Regions from separate parts of the Manis pentadactyla genome. Here region 1 is linked to region 2. The links are chromatin contacts, called in public Hi-C maps. All regions are on one chromosome and are shown on one strand. Each heading gives the region's core, a stretch centred on a gene start, on an enhancer-like site or on the middle of the called end of the contact. The rest is flanking DNA. Distances are from core to core; before and after follow the strand shown. Region 1 holds the start of LOC118907423 (cytochrome c oxidase subunit 6C). Region 2 holds the start of RGS22 (regulator of G protein signaling 22).

Evidence for each region. A called contact is a pair of places that touch in the nucleus more often than the background predicts.
Region 1: a contact with region 2 is called in a Hi-C map of fibroblasts, with 5 times the contacts expected there. The contact joins the promoter of LOC118907423 here to the promoter of RGS22 in region 2. A contact is called at or near these places in 2 of 3 Hi-C or Micro-C datasets (fibroblasts and skin fibroblasts).

The regions. Positions count from the first base shown.
Region 1 is chr3:40,350,240-40,356,375 of mManPen7.hap1, reverse strand. It overlaps LOC118907423 (cytochrome c oxidase subunit 6C), which reads right to left and starts at 2,075. Exons shown (of 4, transcript XM_036876066.2): 1 at 1,948-2,075; 2 at 672-799. The coding sequence starts at 785.
Region 2 is chr3:40,147,868-40,154,026 of mManPen7.hap1, reverse strand. RGS22 (regulator of G protein signaling 22) reads right to left here and starts at 3,598. Exons shown (of 27, transcript XM_057497863.1): 1 at 3,526-3,598; 2 at 3,020-3,048. The coding sequence starts at 3,550.

The DNA.
Region 1 (6,136 bases), core at 826-3,325, 200 kb before region 2:
AATTCTCCAAGGTGCCAAACACTACTACTGCCTTTCTCATCCCTTTATTGAAAAAGCAATTACAGTCTGTTTTACAGGCTGAGCTGTAACTCCCCAAACTCATGTATTGAAGTCTTAACTCCATAGTAACTCAAGAATATAACAGTATTTGGAGATACGGTCTTTAAGAGGTAATTAAGTTAAAATGAGGTCTTTGGGGTGGGCCCTAAGCCATTATGACTCAGCATCCTTCCTAAGAAGAAATTTAGACAATGACAGGCTAACTAACACACAGGGGGACAACGTGAAGAGAAAAGAAGAAAGCCATCCACAAACTAAGGAGAGAGGCCTCAAAAGAAATCAACCCTGCAGCCACCTTGATCTGGAATGTCTAGCCTCCATAACAGAAAATAAATTTCTATTGTTTAAGACCTGCAGTTTGTGGAAATTTGTTACACCAGCTTTGACAAAATAACACAGTTTCATTTAAAGATGGAGGACAAGCTACCAGGGGAATATGAGGTACTTTCCTGCCACACTGAGAAAAGTGGGGAGAAAGGTAAGAGGAAGGGAGCATATTAAAGACGGGGTTTCTTTATAAAGACTGAACTGCTTATGAAAATGAAGTACACTTTTTAATTTAAAACACACATATTTGGACCATAAGCACAAAGTAAAAAACAGATACATACCTTATAGAAAGCTGCAACCCCCAGGGATACAATGAATGCTCCAACAATATGAAATCGCAGGCGCTTGGCCAAAAGGCCCCGCATCTGAGGTTTCGTCAAAGCACTGGAAGCCATGGTAATTCTTAATCCTTGGTAGATAATAGAATAATAGAAGAAAACTCTTAGATCATAAAAAAATATCTAAAGAACTCTTATGCATAATGCATTTTAGTGTCTATAAGGGCCCAGGCAGGATAGTGGACTGACCCCTCCCACAAATCCTAAGGCGCTTAAGGCCTTAGCCTGCTCATTTTTTTGTTTCCCTCAAGCATACTGACTGCCTGACTGCGCTAAATAAGCAACGTGACTGCGGCAAAATAGCAACCGGGGCGGGGGCAAAAAACTACCAACAAAAATCTCTCCCAACTACAGAAAACATAAGCAGTGGCTCTAGACTGACAAATGTAAATGGGTTTATATCATTTATTCTTTTATAAATACACTATCAACTCATTTACTCTTCCAGACAAGCCCGTGAGACAGTTGTTATTCCCAGCTTATTGATGAGAAAACTCGGGGGCACTAAGGCAACGTTAACTTTCCCAAAGTCACGCAGTAAACGATCAAAACTCGGACAGAAATGCAACAGACACCTCGAGAGCCCACCCGGCGGCCGCCGCGCTGCACGGCCTCAGCCCACACCTACGGCCGGGGCGGCGGGCCCTCCCCGCGGTTCCCCCAGGGCGGGAGAGTGAGGAGGACCCGGGTGCGCCGAGGGAAGCTGCAGAGGACCGCCTCCTCTGCCCTCCCGCCACAGGTACGGCGACCCTTTGGCAGCTTCTCAAGGTTGACCTCAAACGGTACCACCGAGCCCACACCGAACGAGCGCCAACGCCGCAGGGGGCGCCACCGACGCTGACCCCTATGCCTCAAGAGCGACTGAAGAAAAGACCACCACGGCCTTTGCACAAGAGAGAACATAGGGCCGCACAGGTCAAACGTCCTAACCAAGGTCGCACTGCCTGGGGGGAGGGCGCAGCGGGGCCCGGGGCCGGGCCAGCTGCCTCAGAAGCCCGAATGGCTCTTCGCGGCCCCGGCAGCCCACCGCGCCCCCGCGGGTCCCCGCCGGCCGCCCGCTGCCCTCCTCAGGCCGCGGTGGGCGCGCGTTGGAGACGGCCGAAGAAAAGGTGTTCAGCTCCCCGGCCGCAAGAGCGAGTCACAACTCGACTCCCAGAGCAGGCGGCGGGAAGCAACTATGGGAACCTGAACGAAGGACTCACGGAGCAACCTCACTCACCCCGACACCAACGACCCTCCTAACCTACGCGGAAATGGACGGCCTCGGGCAGTGCGCAGGCGTAGAAAGAGAGGAAGCGCTGCGGACTCGGCGACGGTGGCGGAGAGAGTTCAAAAGAGTTCGGCACGCCTACCGCCGTTGACAGCTGGAGTACAGCAGATTAGCTGTTCTCCTGTGTGGTTTTGGACAAGGGTTTGTCCTTCTGAGTCAGTTTCCTTAGTAAATTGGCGATCTTAATCTTATGTACAGAGTTGATGTGATATAAAAATATTTAATAGGTGGGTTTTTTTAATGTACTCTACAAATATAATACAAATCATTTGCCCTAACCATGTGCACAGACATTTTCGTTTAACTACCTTGTGTGAATAACCGCTTGGTTTGAGTAAGAGGTGATAAAACAGCCGAGTTCTAGGTGCTCAGAATCCAGCAGATGAGACAAAACATTACTACCTTTCCCAAATGATGGGCGCTACCACAGACAAGTTACCTGCCTTTAAGTTACTGAAGAAGCAATTACCTGCCTGCAAGAGCTGAGCAAGTTTTGATGGAAGTATTGTGTGGGTTTTTTGCACAAGGCACTAAAGGAAGGTGTCTTGCCAATGGGTTTCAGCCCCGGGCAAGTTCGCTATGGATTCAATGTGACCAAAGAAATTGACAGCAAAACATTTTCTGGGGTGAAAGGGTTTATTACCTGGCTTGTTCTCCTGGCAGTAGGTCGAGCACTAGCGTCTCTGCGTCTGCCCAGAGCACTGGGCCGAGCTCTCTATATACCGCAATAATAGGTTATTGCCTAAAGGTATGGAAGCGGTAGCTGAGCAATAAGCCAGTTACATCATCAGGTGGTTTAAGTTCAGTGAGGATCCTGGCATTAGGAACCCCAAATTCCCCACAGAAGGGAACTAGAAGTTTATGGAATGTGGTGTGTAAGGGTAAGGCTCTTGTGTTTAGCCAGTGTCAGGTTTAGTTTTTTTGAAATAACCTGGATTTGTAAGATATATTTAAGTCAACTCAGCAAGCACTGTGGAAAATACACTGGGACACAAAAGATTCATGATATTTATTCAACATATATTGACAGAGCATTTCCTATGTCCCAGGCTCTTCTATGTCATAGGGCAGATCTTCAAAACTTCTTGTCAGAGTCTTTGTCCTCAACTTTTTAACTGACACTCTGGAAAATGGAACATTTCAGCTGCACAAAAACGTCACTGTGTGAGGCTTTGACCCTAACTGAGGGTCAAGGTGGGTTTGTACCTCAGCTTTTTCAGTCCTTTTCTCCAGGTTCTACCCAGCTGAAAATCTTTACAAGGATAAATTTGTTCCCTATTCCTTTTTATCCCCAATCCCATGAATAGTCCAGAGAATAATCAGTATATTTCAGAGTTCACAAGGACTGTTGTGTTGAATCATCAGGGAAAGCTTACTGGAAGTCATGGAAGAAATGGCAGCGAAGGTGAGCCTCAGTCTAATGGAGAGACCTGAAGAAGTGGAGAGATGCTAAGGGACAAACTGGTCATGAGAATGTAGCAAAGACAGACACAGGAACAGAGCCTGGCTGGGATGGAGTGCTGAATGGTTATTTAGGAACACTGTGTGGGTAGAGAAGCACAGAGCCAATCACAATAATCCACAGAGATTGATTGAAGGAGTTAAATGAATCAAACCTGAATGGTGGGAGTGAATAGAGAGGATGGCGTACGTGGGCTCTGTTATAGAGCCTACTAGGCCTGGATTTGAGACTCAGATCATAACCTCTAGCTTCTTAACCTTAGTCTGCTTTCTCCTCTCTAAAATGTCATCCATTTTTACCTTGATGGGTTGTGGTACAAATTAAATGAGATAATGCATGTATAGTTCTTGACAGACAGGCATTCTTAATGTGCATTCCCCAGTCTGTCCTTTTTCCCTGCCCTGCATTCCTTCCTTCCTTCTTCTAGGAGCAGTACTTGATTGCCCTTCCAGGAACCACCCCTTCCTGACTTCCAGCTACGTGGTTCTAGAAGAGTCAAACCCTACTCCAGCTGGCATATGACCAAAAGTGGCCAACCAATGTAGCCCATCTCCTTGGCCACAGTGATTGGTTGGGGTCAGACTCAGGACCCTGGCCAGGCCAATGAGACTCAATTCTCCAACTTCTGTTAAAACTATTGGTAAAAAAGGCTTTCTTTCCTTCTGAGGGTGTAGTGGTATAGAGCAGGAGTCTCACTCATCGCTAAGGCTGTGAGACCAGAGAATATTGTGTGCCTATATTGCCCCAACCAGGTACTGTTCAAATGAAAAAAAAGAAGCTTGCCCTTATGAAGCTTACATTATAGTGGGCCTGGAGGAAAGGACAGACAATAAACAAAAATGTCAGATGATAGTAAGTGTAATGAAAAAAAATAGAGTAGAATAGGGACACCTAAAGTCTATGTGAAGAGGTATCTGTTTTATAGTGGAAGTTTGAAGAAGATGTGGGCAATCTGACTTGAGCCCATGGTCAACACTAGGTTAAAAGATGGCTCACTGGAAGGATTGGGCTTGTTCTGCATGGTCCCAGGGAATAAAGTAGGATGTGTTGGTGTAAGATGCTGGGAGTAAGATTTCAGTTAAGTATTCATAATGGCTGGAAGTCAGACCCCTTCAAGATCATCCTCAACAGGCACATATCCAGCTCAGGGAGGTGAGGATCCCTTGATTGGGAAAGAAGCAAAGCAACAGTCTTGCTTCTACATCTTTTCATCCTGGTCTTGACAATTACCTTAAAAATTGTTGAAAAGATGCCATTTTTGGAATATGGGCTTAGGGAAACTTCTATTGTGGCTTCTCCATTACTGCTCTGCTCTCAAGGTGCTTCTGAGAGGACCTGGCCCTCTCACCTGTGCTCAGCCCCTCACAGGTTGGAAAATGTGCACAATACATAGAAAGGCAATTACAACTCCATGAGCTAAAAGAAATGAATGGACTCTGAAACAAATTATGCACTTTTTCCAAAAAGTGGGAATCTATTTCAATCCTTTCAGCCATAAGATGTACCAATGATATTGCATCAAAAGGAAAGAATAATTTTTTGGATTAAGAAACTGTGAAGGACTGAGAAGTTAAACAACAATATCAACAAGAACAACCTCTCTGTGAGGTAAAGTAGCAGCAGTTACAGTATTGGACAAACTTGGGGCCCATCATTGGCTCTTTTACATATAACTTACTTCTACTTTCAAATTTAATAAATAATAAAAGGTTGTTAAGTCAGAGTTAGATATGGACCATCACAAAGGTTAGGTCAGGAGTACTTTTTTTACCTGCCATATCCAGAATGTAGATAAGGATCCAAGGGAAATTTTAGGAACTGGTAAAATGATACTATGGTTTCTTCTTGGAAACCTTGCTGTTGACTAATCAAATGTGATGAGTGACCAACTGAAAATGACCTCCTGTTCTGAGAAACTAACAATATTCAACATAGTTCCAGATGATTCAGAGGCCTTGTTGGCTCTACATGCTTCCAGAAAGGCATCCTCTGCTGGAGAGATCTTCCAGTGATCTTTGATGCTGTCTGGTACAGAGAGCTTAGGAGGCACAGAAGGACACAATGAGCTTTAAGGAGGGAACTGGTTGAGTGTAACAGGTTAGAGGCATCACTGGGCCCAGCCCTAACCTCTTAAAGAAAATGTGAAGTTCTCAAGGAAGCCCTGAATTTTATAATAGAACTTGTCTGCTGCTTAATAGGAGTCCTTCAGCTGCTGGCCCAAGAGAACTTGGGATATTTGGGCCTCTCAGAAGGTATGTGTCTGAGGCATCAGCTCCCTAAGACTTCATAGGCTGTTAGGGTACTGTATTATAGGAGCCTCTGGACTCTCCCAGAGTTCTATGTGGATCAGGGATATGTTTTCTGGCCACTCCAAGACTGAGTTGTTGCTTCACTTAGCACCTAGTAGTTTATAAAACATGTCACATGTGTGTTTTCATTGTTCTTTGAATAATTCCATGAGATGAGGAAGGGTTCTTGTTTTCTAGATAAAGACACTGAAGGTCATAGTGGTAGAAAAAATAGCAGCACTGGAAATAGAATCTAGAGTGGGATTCATCCCACACAAGAGCTATGGAGAACACCTCCAGAGAAACAAGTCTACCTCAGTGGATACCACTCATTAACCTATGATGACCTGTTGAGCACCTGCTTTGTGCTCTATGTTGCTGTCTCTAA
Region 2 (6,159 bases), core at 2,349-4,848:
CCTAAATATCAGCAGCCCAGACTGTTTTGATCTTGGGATTCTGCTGTCCTTAAGATGCCATTTCTACCTCACTATCCAAGATGTCTGCTTCAGCTCCAGCATCACATCCTAATTCCAGCCAGCAGGAAAGAAAAAAAAGGCACATACTCTTCCTCAACACATATAAGTAACTGAGTCAGTATGACCTAGGTTCTAACTGTGGCTTGACCAGTTACTAGCTGTGTGACCTAGGGGTCAGTTATTTAACCTCTGGAAACATCAGCTTTCCAGAAGTAGGACAATACTTGGTCTACAATTGGCCAGAATTTGGTTACATGACCACATTGAGTTGCAAGGGAGACTAGAAAATGTCTTTATTCTGGAGAGCAATGTGTCTAATACATATTGTGGAAAAGAGTAGGATCGATTGGGGGGAACTGGAGATCCATGCCACACACTTTTTCCTGAGAATATTAATGAGAAAAAAATACTTTTATACTTGTGAAGAACAGAGGTAAATACATGTGTAAGACACAAATTATTTAATCTACAAATAATGCTTGGTGAGCATGTGAATCAGAGGAGCTGGTCACAAATTGGTCTCTACTGAAAGCTGCAGAGAGCAAAGGATGCAAAGGCAGTCTGGATGATTTGGGGTTGGAAAGGTTTCATGGAGGAGATGAGCTGAGCCTTGAAGAATGTACAAGATTGTGAAAGAGATGGGGGAGGGCAACTGAGACAAAACTCAACAGCAAAGGCAAGGAGGCAAGCGGGACAGTTTAGCTGGAGCAGAAGGCATGTGGAAGTACTTTATAAACCCAAAACAGTATGAACATTGTCTTTATCACACAGAAGGCATTGAGAGGTAAGGTTAAAGAATGTTGAAAAGATACCGAAAATATTTTGAATGCTAAAGTGGGGGGTCGCATTTGACATTCTGGCTCGGCCAGGTTACTAGATGTGTGGCCTCAGATGTTAGTTAACCTCTGGGAACTTCAGCTTCCTCGTGTGTGAAACAGGGGGAGGGGAGACAGGGCGGATAATAACCACCCAATAGAGTTGGTTTGAGGTTAAAGACGGCACGAAGTCAGCAATCAATAAATAGGAAGATTAATAAAAGATTAGAGCATTCGAGTAACATGGTAGTTTTTTAAAGCATTAATGACAATCTGATAGTCAGTGTATGAGTAATAGGAAACGGAAAATCTAAAGGCAGACACAGCAGAACAATAGCACCCAGCACAACTGATGCACAGGAGTTTGCACTTTATGTTTTAGGCAAAGAAAAACAGGAGTTGACAGAGGGAATATTGGAGGCAGTGACATCAGTTAAGATGACTGCCAAAGTCCAGGTCCAGAGATGAGAGCCTTAAATTAGACAGTAGCTGTGAGGATGGAGAAAAGAATTTAACTATAAAAAGAACTTGGCAAAAGACTGCAGGAGGGAGGTGAAGAAAAGGGAAAAAGGGTTCTGGCTTGGGTAACTGAATGGCCAGTGGCACCATGAACCAAAACAAGAAAAAAGAAGAAAAACTTGTGTATATGTGTGTGTGCGTGTGTGCCTTTAAGTTCAATTTAGACTGTTGAAGTGATGCAGGGACATCCACATGACAAAGGTGCCTAATAAGTGGATATAGCCCTATGGCATCAGAAAAGGTGTCTGACTAGTGGTGTGTGGATTCGGAAGTCCTGTGAAATGAGAATAGCTGAAACAGTAGGAGGAGCAAAGGAGCTCACCCAGAGAAAGCCTGTAGAACAGAATCCTGAATAAGGCCAACACTTTTGTGAGCAAAGAAAAACAGAAGCCAAAAAAGGGTACATAAAAATGAGATGGGAGAACTGGGAGAGAGTGGTATCAAAGAAACCAAGGGACTGAGGAGTGGCCAATACAGTCTCCAAACTGTTATGAGTTCCCAGACACTTGCACAGACCTGAAGACGTTAGCCGACTGCTCAAATGTTAAGGATAATGTTGTTGACTGCTCTTCAGAGAGTTTTTACTGGAACTTTATGAGAAAGCTGGCTTCAGCGATGTGGGCCTCCTCCTGGAATGAAGAACTGTCAGGAAGCAGTTTAAAGGAGGTTGCCACTACACAAAATTATATAAGGCAAGAAGAAGATGGATGGAGGTTCTGACATGTTCTTTGTGCCCCTATCTTGATCTCTCTCTCTCAGTAGTAGACCAAAGGTCTGGAAGGGTGAAAATGGAAGCTGCTGGCAGTGCAACCTTAGCCTTCTCTCACAGCCCCTGCTAGACTGAACTTTTTGAGACTTATCATCATGCACTGCACATATAGCAGCATTCTTGTTTGTTGAATAAAAAGCCAAAAACAAATAAGAGAACTGGCCAACAAGAGATGAAGTGCTGGAAAACAGAAGCAAACAATACCAAGAAGTGGTCAGAGTTAGAATCAAACTCAGACCTTAGGAATTAAGCTGTGCTACCTCGTAAGTAACTATTTAAACCTCAGGCACGTTCCTTAAATACACATAATGTATGTTCATGGTGCCACTGGTCATTTAGGAATGACAACAGAACCCACCCTAAATAATACGCACTCACCTAAATGACAATGTTTATAACATTCATGGCAAAGTACTAATCATTACTTAACTCCCCAGAAGTATGACCTGAAAACAACATTTACTACATTTTAAAAGGAATTATAACTATATTATTAACCAATGCCATCTACTAATGTTTACTGCAACCAGGAACTGCACAGCCACACCACAATAAACAATAAACCATGGAGATAAAACCTCCTTTTCATGGAGTCATTAGAGTTTATAAAGCAATTAAATGAGGTCATTCATGTAAAAGAATTCTAACAGTGAATAGCATCCACCATGAAAATCAACTGGTCCCTTCTTAAAAATGTACCTGTTAAAGAATGTAAAAACGTCTTGTACTCAGCACCATTATTACTAAGCCAAAGCTTCTATTATACTCGTTTGGCAAAAAGGAGAAAATACATAGCTTTTTGCTATTCTTAAAAAGCCAAGGGAAAAAAATAAGTAGCCCTCTAAATTGTACTTACAAATTCTTCTTCTGTAATAGCTGGTGGCTCTGAAACAAGATAAAATAGTACATTATCTCACTCAGATCTGATTTTCTCTTAAAGTAAATGAAATAATTTGAGACAGCATCTAGCCCTGCTTTATACATGGGCAAGCTCAGTAAAATATTGGCCCTCTGTTCATTTGCTGCACACAGATTGAATTTTAATTTGTAATTCAAGGTGGAAGTGGGGAGGAACGGCCCCTGGAATCCAGCTTCGTCACTAATTCACCGTGACCCAGGAGTTAACCTTAACAGACGGAGGCTTTCGTATTCCAGGTGCAAAACGGGAAATTAAGCAAGATAAAATAAGCCCGTGCTAACAAGGCAATGTAAATGGAGGGCGGAGCCGCTGAAATTCGTAAGAAAACGCTTTGAGCCGGCGGTGGGGCCAGTTTTTCGACTGTCTGGAAGAGCGGCCGCCAGGCGGGGGGAAGTTAAGTCCCGCGGCGGTGGCGGCGCAAGCTGCCCGCCCGGCCCACCTACCCGCGGTGAGCCGCAGCTCGGGCATGGCGCCGCCGGGACCCGCGCCCGGCGTCCGCGCGCGCCCTCGGGGCCCCAGCGCGCGGGCCTGGGCTGCGCCGGCGTGGGTGACCTCGCCGCGCCCAGTTGCTATGGAGCTCGGACAATGGGGGCGCAGGCGGCTGGCGGTTCCGGGCCTGCGCGCGGCGCCCGAAGCCAGGGCGGGCCGGCGCCTTTGCGGGCTTCTGCGCGGAGGACGTCACACGGGGAGACCCGGCCTCACCTAGACCCGGGCGGGCGCCGCCGTCGAGACTGGGAGACCACGCGAACTCCGACCCCGGCGCGGCCACCGCGGAGGGCCCTGCAGTCGCGCGTGCCCCTCAGGCGCCGAACTAGCCGGGGACCCGGTACAGTGGTAGCCGTGGCCCAGGCCTCTTCTCCCAAAACAAGACCGAGCCGCACTGTCCAGGACGTGTGATGTCCCGGAGCAGGAGACCCGCTGACCCGTGGGTGCAGAAAAGGGGCTCAGCCGGGCTGGTCCCGAGAGAAGAGGCTGAGAGTGATAACGGAGGGTGCATCCAGGCACAGCTCTTGAGCTCATTCCCTGTTGTCTGAAACGCCTGTATAGAAAGTTAAATACTCATGTGCTTTAGAAACCAGATCTTCCCCACATTTTTGCTCCAAAAGGTTAGGACTAGTGTCTTTTCAGGATATATCTAAGCTTTAAAAATTACCTGAGAACTCTGTTGAGGAGACAGTATATCGAGGGTGCTCACAGTCTGTGTTTTGGAAAGTTATTATAGAAAAGTATAAGTAAAAAGTGAAATTTGAAAGAAGAAATATGATAGTTCTAATATATATATATATATAATTTTTTTTGAAAAGTCACGGCCAACTCAAATTTCCAGCACAAACCCCTCTCTCCAGGGTGAGAACCCTAAATACAGTTCCTTCTGTACACAGCAGGAGCTCTTCTTTACTTTCAAACTAAAATGCCCAAAAGGAAATGTACATTTTCCCACTTCTTATTTTCAAATTTTATCTTCCTACATAAATCCCACATTCAGTAAGTGGGTACCTTCATCCAGGTTTCTGACTCAAGCCAGAAACCCCATATTCAGTTAAGCTCAAGTTCCTGCAAATTCTATCTTAAAGTATTTCTGGAATCTGAAATCATCTCTCCACTCCCACTAACAACCACAGCCTTTGCACGGGCTCCCATGTAAACTGTTGTAAAAACTTTTCCTAATTTGTCCCTCTTCAAGTCTTTGCTTCCAGTGGAGTTCCCCTTAAATCCAGTCTCCATGGTGAAAGCAAAACTATCTAAATGCAAATCTGACCTCCTTAAAACCTTCAGTAGCTCCACTTTTGCCTCCTACAGTGTGGGGGGATGCTGTAAGGCAGGCCAGGGACTTGCAGTGCGAAGGCTTATGCAAGCGAGGAGTAAGACAATGGGTGCTTGTATTGCAAAGAACAATAACACCTGCATCAATATATTGCCTTTTCAATATTACATGGACAAAGACAAAAACAGAGGGCCAAATGAAGTAAAGGAAGAGTAGTAGAAGAGAACAAAAAGGGGAGGTGTGAGAAACGAAATCCCTTGTAAGGACTCCAGCTTTTGTCCTGAGTGAAATGGAAACCATAGTTTTGAACAGAGAGGTAGCACGATTGTGCTTTTATTTGAAAAGGATCACTCTGGGTGCTGAATAGAAAATGTGGTTGGGCACAGATAGCAGCAGGCAAGAGCTGACGGTGGCTCAGACTAGGGGGGTAGCAGTAACAAGTTTGAGAAAGATTCCCATTCTGCATATATTTTAAAGGTAGAACCAAGATTTCCCGAGAAGTTGGATGTGGGAATGAAACAAAGATTTTGGCATGAGCAACTGGAAGGATGGAGTTGCCATCATCATAGATGGGGAAAGCTCTGAGTTTAAGAAGTCTAGTAGCCATCCAAGTGAAGATTTTGAGATTGCAGTTGATATAGGAGCCTGGAATTTGGGAGATGTAAATTTGAGAGTCGACATATAAACGGGGTTTTCAGGTGTTGTCTTATGCTGTTTCTACTTCCATGGAAGCTTTTCTGACTTGTATCAGGCTCAATGTTCTCATTCTTCAATACTCAACTTGAATTGCTTTCACTTGTCTCTTCTCTTGCTCTTGTATACTTGGTACAAACTTGTATCTTAAAACCACATTAATATTAAAATAATCTGTACAGGGAGGTGCACCTTCTACTTTCAGTGCCACCCACCAGACAGTAACCTCCTGGAAGGAGACTGAAGGAGATATATCTTGTTTTATCCCCCAACCCCACCTGCAGCACTCCCTACTGAGAGCCTGCCACTGCATACTTATTGCAATATCTTCTCTCCATTGCAATCATTCTGCACTGTGCCCTGCTCGCAGAAAATATTTATTTATCCCTGTTTTAGATAACTATACCAATGAGAAGCTAATAGGTTGTTTTAACATTAACGTTTGTTTTAACACTTATTGCACACTTACTATGGGCCTCTAACAATAACCCTAAGAGATTGGTATTATTATTTTCAAAAATTTAGGAAACTGAGACTTAAGAGAGGTGAGATAATTTGCTCAAAGACAAACAACTGAAAGTGTTGAAGCCACAGTTGACCCAGGTCTGTCTGATCCAAA